4 separate regions of the Mus musculus genome follow, and all the other regions are linked to region 3. The links are chromatin contacts, called in public HiChIP or PLAC-seq and promoter capture Hi-C maps. All regions are on one chromosome and are shown on one strand. The core of a region is the stretch at or near the end of the contact, and the rest is flanking DNA. Distances in the headings are between cores, read along the strand shown.

The links. Promoter capture Hi-C pulls out the DNA fragments that hold promoters and counts their contacts. HiChIP or PLAC-seq counts read pairs in DNA pulled down with a chosen protein or histone mark.
Region 1: a promoter capture Hi-C map of pre-B cells shows a contact between it and region 3, with 2.3 times the contacts expected there. The contact joins the enhancer-like site here to the promoter of Eogt in region 3. A contact is called at or near these places in 2 of 39 promoter capture datasets (the C10 cell line and pre-B cells), 1 of 484 Hi-C or Micro-C datasets (the N1E-115 cell line), 5 of 115 datasets of contacts at active chromatin or transcription factors (bone marrow-derived macrophages, effector CD8 T cells, embryonic stem cells and 2 more) and 2 of 9 other capture datasets (adipose tissue and liver).
Region 2: a contact with region 3 is called in an H3K4me3 HiChIP or PLAC-seq map of bone marrow-derived macrophages, with 3 times the contacts expected there. The contact joins the enhancer-like site here to the promoter of Eogt in region 3. A contact is called at or near these places in 2 of 39 promoter capture datasets (embryonic stem cells and pre-B cells), 7 of 484 Hi-C or Micro-C datasets (B cells, the MNK3 cell line, embryonic stem cells and 2 more), 4 of 115 datasets of contacts at active chromatin or transcription factors (bone marrow-derived macrophages, extraembryonic endoderm stem cells, large pre-B cells and 1 more) and 2 of 9 other capture datasets (adipose tissue and liver).
Region 4: an H3K4me3 HiChIP or PLAC-seq map of embryonic stem cells shows a contact between it and region 3, with 21 read pairs. The contact joins the promoter of Frmd4b here to the promoter of Eogt in region 3. A contact is called at or near these places in 2 of 39 promoter capture datasets (the C10 cell line and pre-B cells), 6 of 115 datasets of contacts at active chromatin or transcription factors (bone marrow-derived macrophages, embryonic stem cells and memory CD8 T cells) and 2 of 9 other capture datasets (adipose tissue and liver).

Annotation. Positions count from the first base shown.
Region 1 is chr6:97,463,082-97,465,881 of GRCm38.p6, reverse strand. All of the region lies in intron 1 of Frmd4b (FERM domain containing 4B), which reads left to right. Among named protein-coding and RNA genes, the nearest start is that of Frmd4b, 23 kb to the left of the region's middle. Within about 2 kb of position 1,536, at least 108 of the 459 cell types and tissues checked have an H3K27ac peak or open chromatin away from gene starts, as enhancers often do. A contact at or near this core is called in adipose tissue, bone marrow-derived macrophages, liver and 3 more, where this site is marked.
Region 2 is chr6:97,437,403-97,440,418 of GRCm38.p6, reverse strand. All of the region lies in intron 1 of Frmd4b (FERM domain containing 4B), which reads left to right. Among named protein-coding and RNA genes, the nearest start is that of Frmd4b, 49 kb to the left of the region's middle. Within about 2 kb of position 1,283, at least 82 of the 459 cell types and tissues checked have an H3K27ac peak or open chromatin away from gene starts, as enhancers often do. A contact at or near this core is called in B cells, adipose tissue, bone marrow-derived macrophages and 2 more, where this site is marked.
Region 3 is chr6:97,147,474-97,150,384 of GRCm38.p6, reverse strand. It overlaps Eogt (EGF domain-specific O-linked N-acetylglucosamine (GlcNAc) transferase), which reads left to right and starts at 1,499. Exons shown (of 18, transcript NM_175313.5): 1 at 1,499-1,553; 2 at 2,127-2,508.
Region 4 is chr6:97,486,525-97,489,601 of GRCm38.p6, reverse strand. It overlaps Frmd4b (FERM domain containing 4B), which reads left to right and starts at 1,782. Exons shown (of 23, transcript NM_001346637.1): 1 at 1,782-2,009. The coding sequence starts at 1,848.

The DNA.
Region 1 (2,800 bases), core at 287-2,786, 320 kb before region 3:
CTACTAAATAGGGCTAGCAGGATTAGAAAATTGTCATGTTGATGTCCTTGATTGAATAAATGACCTTGGTCATGAATATTGGTTTTGTACCATAATAGAACAAACATCCTTCCAATGCAAGAACACACAGGCTATAGGATCTAAGAGACAATCCTGATTAAAGGATCCAGCCAGAAGCCAAGGCCTTCAGGAACCACAGTAGATGCCTTAGAAACACAGTCAGCAAGCTGGGTGGTCTGAGAATTGATGGGCTAAACAGCTCCACATCTTCAGTAAATAAATAACAATGGGGGTACCTATAGATTACCTAAAATCTAAGAGAAATGTGGGCCTGTGTCAAACTATGGTTTCTGTTTTTGGATATTATGTCCAACAAAGTGGGTTTGGGGAGGAGTGAGGCCACCCATGGTAGTATACACCCTTAATCCCAGCACATTCTGTAGGCAAAGACAGACAGATCTCTGTGAGGTCAAAGCCAGTGTTTCTACATAGATAGTTCCAGAATAGCTAGGGCTTATATAGAGAGATAGAGAGACCCTGACTCAGACAGAGAAGAAGAGGGAGACGGAGATGTAAGGCGAGAAGGAGAGGGAAAGAATTGGAAACAGATGCAGTCAAATACATTTATAATCCTAGTACTCCAGAGGCTGGGGCAGGGTAGTCATGAGTTTGAGGCCAAGTTGTACTACATAGTGAGACCTTGACCCAAAAATAAGCAAATAAGGAACATTATCAATCAATTGGAAATCTGAACTCTTAACAGATATGTGAAGATAGTGAGATTTTTTTTCTTTTAGTTATCTGGGTTTATATTTAAAAACAATGTCATGATCTTTTATATTGAAATCTTTACAGACAAAATTACCCAGAGTTGTAGATTTGGTTTACAATGACCCAGAGGACAGAAAGGAGGGAATAATAAAGAGAGTGGCTCTTAACCTTTCTAATGCTGTGACCCTTTAACACAGTTTCTCATGTTGTGGTGACCCCCGCCCCCGCCATAGAATTATTTCATTGCTACTTCATAACTGTAATTTTGCCCTATGAAGCGTACTGTAAGCATCTGATAGGCAGGATATCTGCTATATGACCCTGCGGGGGTCGAGAGCCACAGATTTGAGAACTACTGATTTAGATGTCTCAAGAGTGGCCAGATTAAAAGGTGTGTGCAGAAACGGATACAGTGAGTGATGCCAGTTCAGCCACTGTGTGTACCCTAAATAAAGTCTTCCTTCGTTAAAAAAAAATCATTTTAGATAGGAGTAACTCTAACTTAAGGCTAGCCTGGCTATATAGAGAAGACCCCTGTGTCAGAAGTAGAGGAGGAAGAGGAGGAGGAGAGGGGAGAGGAGGAGGGGTAGGAGAAAGAGGAGGGGATAGTTTTTTTTTTTCAAAGCACTGCAAATGGGCAGAGAAAGGGGAAACCGAAACAGAACAAAAAAAATCAGATTCTGCAGAAAGCCAGGAAGGAAGTGAGATTGAAGGCTGCGTGGAAGGTCATGCCACTTTCTTCGCATTGTCTGTGCAACCTCTGTGAAAGTCCCTGCTTGGGAATCCGGACCCTGGGTGCAGAGTCCGTTTTCTTACCCCCAGCTGGGAGGCTCCTAGCACTGAGTGCTCTGGGTCTCTGTCCCTGTGTGTGAAGTGGACTTCAAACACGGTGTTCAAAGGCCTCTTTGTCTTTATTTTTCCAAACATGAGGAAGTTATTAGATTTTACAGTTTGTGTCCAGTGCCGCACGTGCCTTTGGCCTCTTGCTGTAAGACAGTCCTGAGAAGCCCGGATGCCTGCCGCTCTCCCCCAAGCTTTTCACCTCGGCTTTTCCATTTGTGGTTAAGAAAGCAAGAACCCGCCCTGTGCAAGAAAGTTCCCTCTTTTTCTGCCTGGAGGAGAACATGAGTAACAGATTTTTCCATCGGAGCTGTTTTTCCTGGACACGGCGTACTGTCCAGTCCAACGGTTGTAGCATGTGATCGCAGGGAGACCTTAAATAAACTTTCAGTGTTATCAGCCCCAGTTTTAGGAACTTATGAATTCATTTTCTGTAGTTGGTGATTTTCCTTTTTAAACAGAAGTTCTTTTTCATTCAGTAGCTGCTGAGAGCTTCCCAGGTGCCATACTGCGTAGCCCTGAGCATAGTAGACACGCTTTATGCTCAGCCCACGTCCCTGCAAGCAGCTGCCTTGGGCAGGGTCCTTGGCCCTCATTTTTATCATGACTTGTGGTCATAGTCCTTGCCTCTCCTGCTCAGCACAATGCCAGGCAGAGAGTCCCTATGCAAAAGGAAAACACACAACTCCTTATTCAACAAGAGTCAAGCATGGCAGGACCTGTAACTCCCATATTTGGGAGGCAGAGGGAGGGAGGGTCACGTGTTCAAGACAAGACGTTTGAGACTCTGTCTCAAAAATACAAGGGCTGGAGATGTACTTGACAAGTAGAACATTTGCCCAGCCAACACACAGCCCTTAGTTTGAGCCCAATCAACACAAAATAATAACAATAGTATTAAGAAGTGTAATGGAAAAAAAAGAAGAAGAAGAAGAAGAAGTATAATGGCTGGGTGGTAGTGGAGCATGCCTTTGATTCCAGCACTTAGGAAGCAGAGACAGTCAGATCTCTAAGTTCAAGTTCAGCCTGGTCTACAGAGTGAAGTCCAGGATAGCCAGAGCTACACAGAGAAACTATCTCAAAGGGGGGAAAAGAGCCGTGGTAAAGAAGAAACACATCAAGCATGAGGTCCTAATGAGTCTGGGATCCTGTGCAACCACAATGCTAATCTGAACACCCATAATACCAG
Region 2 (3,016 bases), core at 34-2,533, 290 kb before region 3:
CTCTCGAAAAGGGCTCCTGCTCCCGTCCTTCCCCTGCTGCTTGATAATTTTATTTAGTTTGTTTGTTTGTAGAGGGGAAGACTAGTCTCGTCTTCTCCTAACCTGTGGTCGCCCAGCTTTTATTTTGTTTCATTTCGCTAACATTTAATTCCATGATAAAACTTCAGAGGGACTCCACAAACCCGGCTAAAATCAGAGCCTACATAGCAACAAGACAAGACATGTTCATGACTGCGTGCTGGTAGCTTCTAGGCTGAGAGGGGTGTTTCTTCTGTGACGATATGAGGCCTGGGTCTTGAGATTCAAGTTTCTGTGGACTGGGGCAGTAGTGGACTGGGAGTGCACTAGCCTAGTGAGTGAAAGGCCCTGGGTTCCATCTCCAGTACAAACACGCAAGCAGGAAAGAAATGAGGCAAGGGGTGGGAAAGGTTATTTTTTCCAAAAGCCCAAATGAACTGAACTTTTCACAATTTGGTAAACTTTTCTAAATCCTTTGTCCCTGGTATATTTTCTACCAACTAATTTGAGACAGGCCAGGACTCTGGTTCTAACACAGTCCGTTTTTACTAATTGTGAGTCCCCTGAGGACTTCTTTAGACTGTGTTTGAACATGGATTGCAAAGAGCAGAGAGACTGATAGACACCAATCAGAGGTTTGAATGGAGTTGAGGAATGGATGCAGAGCCGGGTGCTCAGAATAGGGGCTGAGAGGGTTTGGGGACCTCTAAGGTTTATCTGTGTTTCCTTGTGACATACAGAATCCGTTTGCCCTGCAGAGGCTCAGAGTCAGGCTTGCTGGGCTTGTTATTCGGGCACTAAGCGGTGGCCTGCGTGTCTGTTCATCACAAGCACAGCCATTCATCTGGAAAAGCCCTTCCCCGGACAGCCCATGTCGTTACTTTTTAAAATTCTTGAAAGCCGCTCTGCCCCCGCCTCTCCCTATTGGCTGTTTTTCTCAGGAAAGGAGAAAACCGTTGGCAGAACTATTATAAGTTTCCAGACCACAGGCTGTCTGCTTCTCACATAAGCCCAACGCCAGAATTTCCACTTTCTCCAACTCCACTGTGGAGGGCGGCTAACCTGTGCTGCAGACCTGCCACAGCGCATCTTGGTTACACCCTGGTTATACGTTGGTGACTTTTCCTGTTTCCAGCATTTGTGCCTTCCTCGTCTTTTTCTTCTCTTTCTTTTTTCCTTTTTGGACTCATTGATACTGTACCACAATGTCTAAAAATACTGCCTAACCACTGGTCTTCAAGAAAGAGGAAGTAACTGCAGAAATAACCCGAGGGACTCTGTGGCCATGAACTCGACAGTGTTCTCTGGGCCCTCGGGAGGGACTGGTTGCAGAAGCACCTTCAGACCATTTCCAGGGAGAAGATGTGGTTCCCACCACACTTCCATCTGTGCAGTTACAACCCCAGCCTTGGCCCTTTCCTGTCATCTGGTGAGCCCCTGGTTGAGTTGACTCAGCCTCTCATTACCTGTTGGGAACTCAATGAGTTATTCTCAAACTCTTGAGGGTCCAGTTTCAACCATAAAAGAGAAAGTTGAAACTGTTTATTTCATGGGGTGCTTGTGAGAACACAGTACATGATAAACGTACATGATGTAGGTAGGCCTGGGGAGCGTACTTGAGCCTGACTTTGATCCCCACAACACTTTATATATATATATATATATATATATATATATATATATATATATATATATATATAAAAGCCATGCATGGGCTGAGCATAATGATGCACACCTTTAATCCCAGCACTCTGTACTACAGAGACAGAAACTAGTAGTTCTCTGTGAGTTCAAGGACAATCTGGTCTACATAGTGAGTGCAAGGACTCCACAGAGAGACCCTGTCTCAAACAAAACAACAGCAAGCAGGACAAAACATGTATGCCAACCCTTACTTGTGATCCCAGGGCTAGGGAGACAGAGATGGGTGGAACCTTTGGACTTGCTGGCCCAGCAGCCTAGCCTAACCTGGATACTCCAGGACAGTGAGAGACTGTCTCAAAAAACCAAGGTGGACAGCACCTGAAGAACTATGCTTAGCCCTTGTCCTCCCTCTGCGAACACCCATGGGCACATGTACCCACACTCTCACATACAAAGAATCATGGTGTAAAATTGTGTGTGTCTATGTGGCCCGAAAGTGAGACCGAAACAGTCTAGGGACCCAAGTGAACTAGTGAGGGGGTGGATAGGGAAGGAAATGGGGAAGGGGCATGCACTCAAAGCGCATCATATGCTTGCATGAAAACGACCTTATGAAAGCCAGTACCATATACAACAAATACTCCACTTTAAAAACATTATTTTAAGGGAGGATCTGGTGGGAGGAGTGGGGAGAAGGGAAAGAGTATTGTTCAAATTATGTTGCATGATATTCTCAAATAATAAATAGAAACATTAAATACCTATCAAGTAGGTAAATAAACACACTTGATAAAAATAATCTATCTGCATATGTTAGTTTCTTTTCTGTGTGTGTCTGAGAGTTAAGAAGCTCAACTCTGAATGGTCACAATCATACAAAAACCAAGAGCTGGACAACAGCCTTCGCTGACTTCAGGCACGGGGCTGCTTTACTTGGTGTGTTTGTAGTCCTGGTGATGAAGTGCGGTGCCTCGCACTTTCTCAGCAAACACGCCACTGCTGAGCTTTGCCCTCATCCCTGAACAGTGAGTGGTTCTGAGTTAGTTTATTGATTATGACAAGGAAATAAGAAAGGCATTAAACCCAGATATTGGATTGCTGCCCTCTCCAGGGTTTGACTAATGGGTTGATTTTCGACTTGAATAAGCCTGTTTGACATCTTAATATTCCAAAAGAAATTTTGAGAGTTGGGTAGAAGGGGAGAACAAGCTATTTAAGCAATCTAAGCATTTAAGGTTAGCAGTATAGTTACTGAATCACGTCTACTGACCAGAGAACTCCCTGCAATGGGGTAAAGGCCGGTGGTGTCCTCCACTTTGTATGGTTACCCTTTGTTCCTTTGAGATTGGCTTGG
Region 3 (2,911 bases), core at 250-2,749:
CTAATAACTGTAACTCCGGTTCCAGAGATCTGATGCCCTCTTCTGGCCGTGTGTGCATACACGCACAAAATACCTATACATAAAAATTTTAAAATGCATTTTAAAAACTACTGTAATGTTCTTTTGTTCTTTAATGTGTGTTTGGCACATGTAAATGACATGCTAACACAATACATACTGAACAGGATATATATTAAACAAATTATATACATATTAAACACATACACATATAAAACACAGCTGGTCTGGAACTTGCGACATAGATCAGGCTGGCCTCAAACTTACAGAGATCCATTTGCCTTTGCCTTCCAAGTGCTAGCTAGGATTAAAGAAAGGCCTTCCCTAAAGTGCCCAGCCCATGTGTATGTTGTATGTTACTGGGGATTGAACCTGGGGTCGTGCACATGTTAGGATAGCACTCATCTCCGTGGTCACTAAGTTGTCTGGGTGTCTTGAACTTCCTTTTATTTTTTATTTTTTTTAAATTTTTTCCATGACTCAGCCTGTGGAGTAGCTGGAACAGCAGGCCTGTACCACCAGTTCTGGTTTCAGTTCTCATAGTAGCTTCTTAAAATTTATAAGACATGTAAGCCTTGTGAACTGAATGCATCTGAGCATGTTTATTTTGACACCATTAATATAAGCTGGGTCCTTTTTTTCATTTATTAGTATTGTATAGGAAGGTGTGAGTATCCAGGAGGTCAGAGAACGAGGTCAGGGAGTGGGTTCTCCCCTTTCGTGGTAGGATCCTAGGATTCAACGTGGGTCGTCAGGCTTGCTCCCACAAGCGCTTTGAAAACTCTAAGCCACCTGTCAGCCCTTGAACCCTTTAATCATAATTTAATGGCTGTCTCCCCCATGCTCCAGAAGGCATGCTGGAACTGCAAGGTGTCAAGAATGGAAGAGAATGGGAGATATGCATACACGTAATCATCACCTAAACAAGCAGTTAGAAATCATCATGAAATAGCAAAAACGTAAAAATTAAACAAGAGTAGCCATTGGACTTGGACACTTCATGGACAGGTACAATTCCCTGGAATCTACAGTATTTTCACTACCCACCAGAGAGTGTCCCACTACATCCAGTCTCATTTGAAAATCAGGGCAGCAACTTCTGCTCAGAATGGGAAAGCAATAAAATTACAACCCTGAGTGATATGTAAACAGTCCCGTAGTCTGCCTGCCTACTCTCTGGTGCTGGAGACCTGCCAAGCGCCTGGAGGAGCAGCCAGGGACTTGCACCCCGGTGTCCCACGTCCCGGAGGGGATGTAGGCGGGTGTCCCCAGTGGATCAGGCTGTGGGTCACAGGGTGTCCGTAACCTTGGCTGATGGGTGTCCAAGAGTGCCTTCCAGACTCTGGTCGCTGGGTGTGGTCAAGGCATTCCGGTCCGCCCTTGAGCCCCGGGCCAAGGTGTCGCGGCAGCTCCCGGGCGCCCCCTGGCCCGGCTTGGGCGCCGGAGGTTTCCGGTTCGCGGCTGCCGGCGGTGACGTCTCGTTACTCCCAAGCTGCCGCCACTGCCGCCGCCGCCGCTCCCTAGTCAAGCTGCAGGTGGGCCCCGCGCCTTCCCCGCCTGTTCCTGGCCGGCGCCTGCACCCCCGTGGGCCCGCAGCCTGACTCTGGGACTCTGATCCCAGCCCGCGGCCTTCAGCTGGTTACCAGGAGTTGATCGGTGGCTGTAGGCTAGGGAGATGCCCAGCCAGGCCTGCCCTGTTGCCTCGATCCCCATGCTGGGGCGGAGTGGCTTCTCCAGGCACACCTGGGAGCCGAGCGTCTCCTAAGACAGCTGCTTCCCCAAGCACCCGGGGCAGGGTTGGCTGCTGCCGGGCGCGAGGGGCTGACTCCGCTACACAGGGGAGGGGTTGACGTTCCGCAGACAACCGGAGGATCGCCACAGCAGGATTGCCACTTCGGCGCCTCAGGCAGCCGAGCTCTGTCTGAGCTCTGTCTGCTTGCCTACCTTGGGACTTGATAGTCTTTGAGTCCCAGATGCACTTCATCTGTCCGCTGCTGGCTCTGTTGCCCAGCAATGCCCTAAGCCATTCATGTGGTAGTCCTAGTAACCCCAGCTCTCATGGTTTACGGCGTTCAGATTTTTACCTTTTTTTCCTCTTCTCTTTTTAGGTCCGTGAAAATCCAATCAAGCCACACACGAGTGGAGCGCGATTGACCGTTTTGTGCAAAAAGACGCGGTAGCCTAACCTACTAAAGCTTTCATCCCTGCCAAGTCTTGCCAGAGAACTCAACTCCGGGAAGGCTTTCTGCCAGGCCCTGAAGTTGTACTTTCATGCACCACAGGGAACCATCACCCAGCATATGCAAGTGGGTACATGCCCTCCCTTGCAAAAGCCAACTTTCTGATCTGCTCCTTTAGATTTTCCCCACGGCCAAGGGTTACTTTTTTCCATGAATGGTCAAGTTTTGTTAACCGGCAGAACGCATTGCAGAGCTGTGGATTTGGATACCCGAAATTTAGGACCTAGTGCTCCAAGCCGCGACCTAGAAGGTTAGTCCAAGGGCTGGGTGGCCTGTTGTGATCCTGAGGTTGGCACTGGTCCAGGCAGCCCCGGGAATCAGAGAACAGGATTACTGCAATGAGAACCAGGAACAGGCTTTGGTCCTAGGAATGTTTTCTCTGCTAATTATCCTGTTGGTCTGGATTGAGTGATGTGGTGTGAAGCGGGCTACCTCCTTCCTGCTCACCACTAGTGTCTGCTCCGTGGGTTACTATGTCCAGGGGACCCTGGGCTCTGACTTTGCTTTGAGAGACTTAGTAGTGTTCATTCACTGAGGAGAATCACGCATCTTCATCTCCGGGCTTCTGGCTAGGGATTTGCTGGTCATTTTTCTCTCTACGTTGTTCCTTTATATTAAAATAGTAACTAGTCTCTTGTGGCATGCTCTTAAGG
Region 4 (3,077 bases), core at 533-3,032, 340 kb before region 3:
TCCCTTAAGCAATTTTTTTTCCTGGTGGTGAAAGAAATTTCATTAAAAAAAAAAAAAGTTTTCCAGTTATAGCCACCTTGGAACCCACAGGTGCTCTGAGAACAGATTTTCCTGTCGTTTTGGATGCTCCTGGTGTTTGGCCGGAATTAAGACGCTAAGGGCACATTTGAAACCTGAAATGAAACTGACTGACTGGCAGATAATCTGTCCCGAGGCCTCTGGAGCTAGTTCGGAAGAAAAGCTTTGGCATCTCACCTCTCAGCCACTTAATAGCAAAGACAATAGCACAGGTGTGAGTCGACCAATGAAATGCTCACCATTGTCCAACAAGGTAGATTCAGAGAGAAATACCTCCATCCTGAAATCTGGGGCAGTAGGTTGTTTATCTCTTCCTCCTCCTCCGCCTCCTCCTCATCATCATGTATTAATTATATAATAATGGGCTTCAGGACACTTTCACACATGGATAATGTCATTTGATCATAATCATCCCATTGCCTTCTCTTGACTCCGCCCCTTGATGCTGGGCCCCTCCCTCTCGTGTAGAGACGTCTGTGTACACGTGATCCAGTGAGTGTAATTAGGATTGCTTCCCAGCTGCAGTGAGCTTGCTCTGGAAATGGGATGGGATTCTGGGGACTGCAATGTGCAAACATTCTCAAGGAAAAATACAGACTCGGGTGTGTGGGACTTCTTAGATTCCCTTTTCAAACTCCTTAGAGACTTATCATTCCCTGTGGAGACCTTAAAAAGCACGAATTGTCCCAGGGCTTCTGGAGCTGAGGACGAGTTTTTATTTTTCTATTCATGTACTTATTTCGTATTTATTTTTGAGCAGTGAGCTCCCCCGTCGGATGTGTGATGCCATCTGTGGCCCGGTATATCCTGAGGTAGAATTTTGTACAAACTGACCAGGGATCCTCTCTCGAAGCTTCTGGTTCCTAGGGAGTCTTAACTGAATGCTGTTTGCCAGAGGATCAAAGAAGCCTTGTTTTTCTTCTGAGCCCACAGCTGCCCTGAAACTGGCCTCACGAGGGTATCAGGGAACCTGCTTTGCTGGTGGCCAAGGCAGGCTGGCATTTTCTTGGAGACCTTCAAGTTAGGAGCAAAGAGAGGCTGGAGGCGCGTACACACTGTTGCTTTGAGGCTCTTCATCTGGTTTCAGCAGAGCCAAGAAAACACGCACAATTCTCTCGGGAGTGAGATCTAAAGGGAGATGCTGCAGGATTTTTTTTTTCTTCCCGGTCTTCTGCTTCTATAGCTTCCCCAGAGGTGTTTATCACTGAGGTGTGGACAGAGCAAGATGCAAGGCAGAGCGACCTTAAAGAGTAAAATACAGGTGTCCCGGGGCTAGGTCTAGGTGTGTGATTGTGTGTCTGTGTGTGTCTCTCTCTCTCTCTCTCTCTCTCTCTCTGTGTGTGTGTGTGTGTGTGTGTGTGTGTGTGTGTGTGTGTGTGCAAGCGCGCTGAAATGCAGCTCCCTACTAGGCTTGCAAAGAGTTGCTGGGCTTTGCCTGCGGCCCTGTGCCCAGGAGCAGCTCAGCGGGGAGTCCTCACTGGCCAGGGCTTCCCGCGCCCAGGGAGCACCCAGGGCTGGCCTGGCGGAGCTTAGGAAGCTGGCGCTGGGTGGGGGCGGGCGGGGTGACACAGCCTCCGTGCCAGTCGCAGCCGTTGGCTGGCGGGCACCCAATCCCCGGGCATGCCGCCCCAACCTGGCCGGGACACACAGTGAAAGGCGAGTTCAGTGGCAGATCTGACCCCCCACCCCCCACCCCCGGGGCTGTCAGCTACAGCAGAGCGTGGCGAGCCCAGGATCGCGGAATCCAGGCTCCGAGGGAAAGCAGCGGCATGGCTTCGGTGTTCATGTGCGGAGTGGAGGACCTGCTGTTCAGCGGCAGCCGCTTCGTGTGGAACTTGACCGTGTCCACGCTGCGGAGATGGTACACCGAGAGGCTGCGGGCTTGCCACCAGGTGCTGCGGACGTGGTGCGGGCTGCGGGATGTGTACCAGGTGAGCCCAGGAGCTGGCGCCCTGGGGCCATTGCGGGGATGCCCGGCGCTCAACTGAGGACCGGTCCACCTGTATGATTTCATAACCTCAGGCTTCCCATATCTTTGTTTTCAACTCCTCGCGGGGAGCTTAGCGCTTGGGTCAAGCCCTCAGCAGCTCTAGCTAACTGTGGCTTGATAATTTTTTTTTTTCAGTTGGGCATGGGGGCACTTGGGAGTTATCCGCTCCCCCACCCCACCCCAAGCAAACATATATTATAACGTGATGGAGGTTCCTGCTGGCACTAGTAAAGGGGCTTATAGCCTTTGCAACACGTCGTTTGTGGAAAGCGACTTTGAGGTTGAGAGGATTATTTCTGTTTTATTTCATTTCATTTCATTGGAGGTGGCCATTTCGGAAGCTATGATTTCCCGTCATTGCTTGCTGTCAGAGCATGTCTTAGTGAATTTGTCTTCTTCCTTCTTGATTTTATTGCACTTTTCCACCAGGCAGCCCCTGCTTCCAGGGCACAGCCAGGAAAAGCTGATTCTGTGTTGCCTGGCTTTGGGACGGAAGGACAGCGGCGGATTGGGAGCACTTTGTGGGAGGCTGACAGGCTAGGGAAGGGAAGGGTGGCTTGGCTGAGCGCTGGAATGCTTACACTTGGATTTAATCTGTCGCACAACACAGCCTCTTTATTGCTTTGCTGGCTGGCCCCATCTTGCAGGCAAAATCTGCAGCAACTTTGCCCAATGAGGAGACCATTCATCCTCTCTGGGATTGCAACTTGCCTGGATTTTTGTGAACAGTAGTAAATGGATATAAAAGTACTCTGACTGGGAGATGGATACCTTTAAGATAAAAGAATAAAAACTGCATTGTTGAATTATGAAGATTCATACCTGGGCTTCTTTCCTGGGGATAGTTTGTTACAGTTCTCTGAATTCCTTACACATAACCTGACCCTATTCCTAATAGGGCTGAACTATATCTGTCATAGAGTGTCCCATATGCGACTCTAGCTTTGATTTTTGAAAAGTCATAGTCTTCCATCAACCAGATAGAATAAAAGCCAACTAAGGACAGACT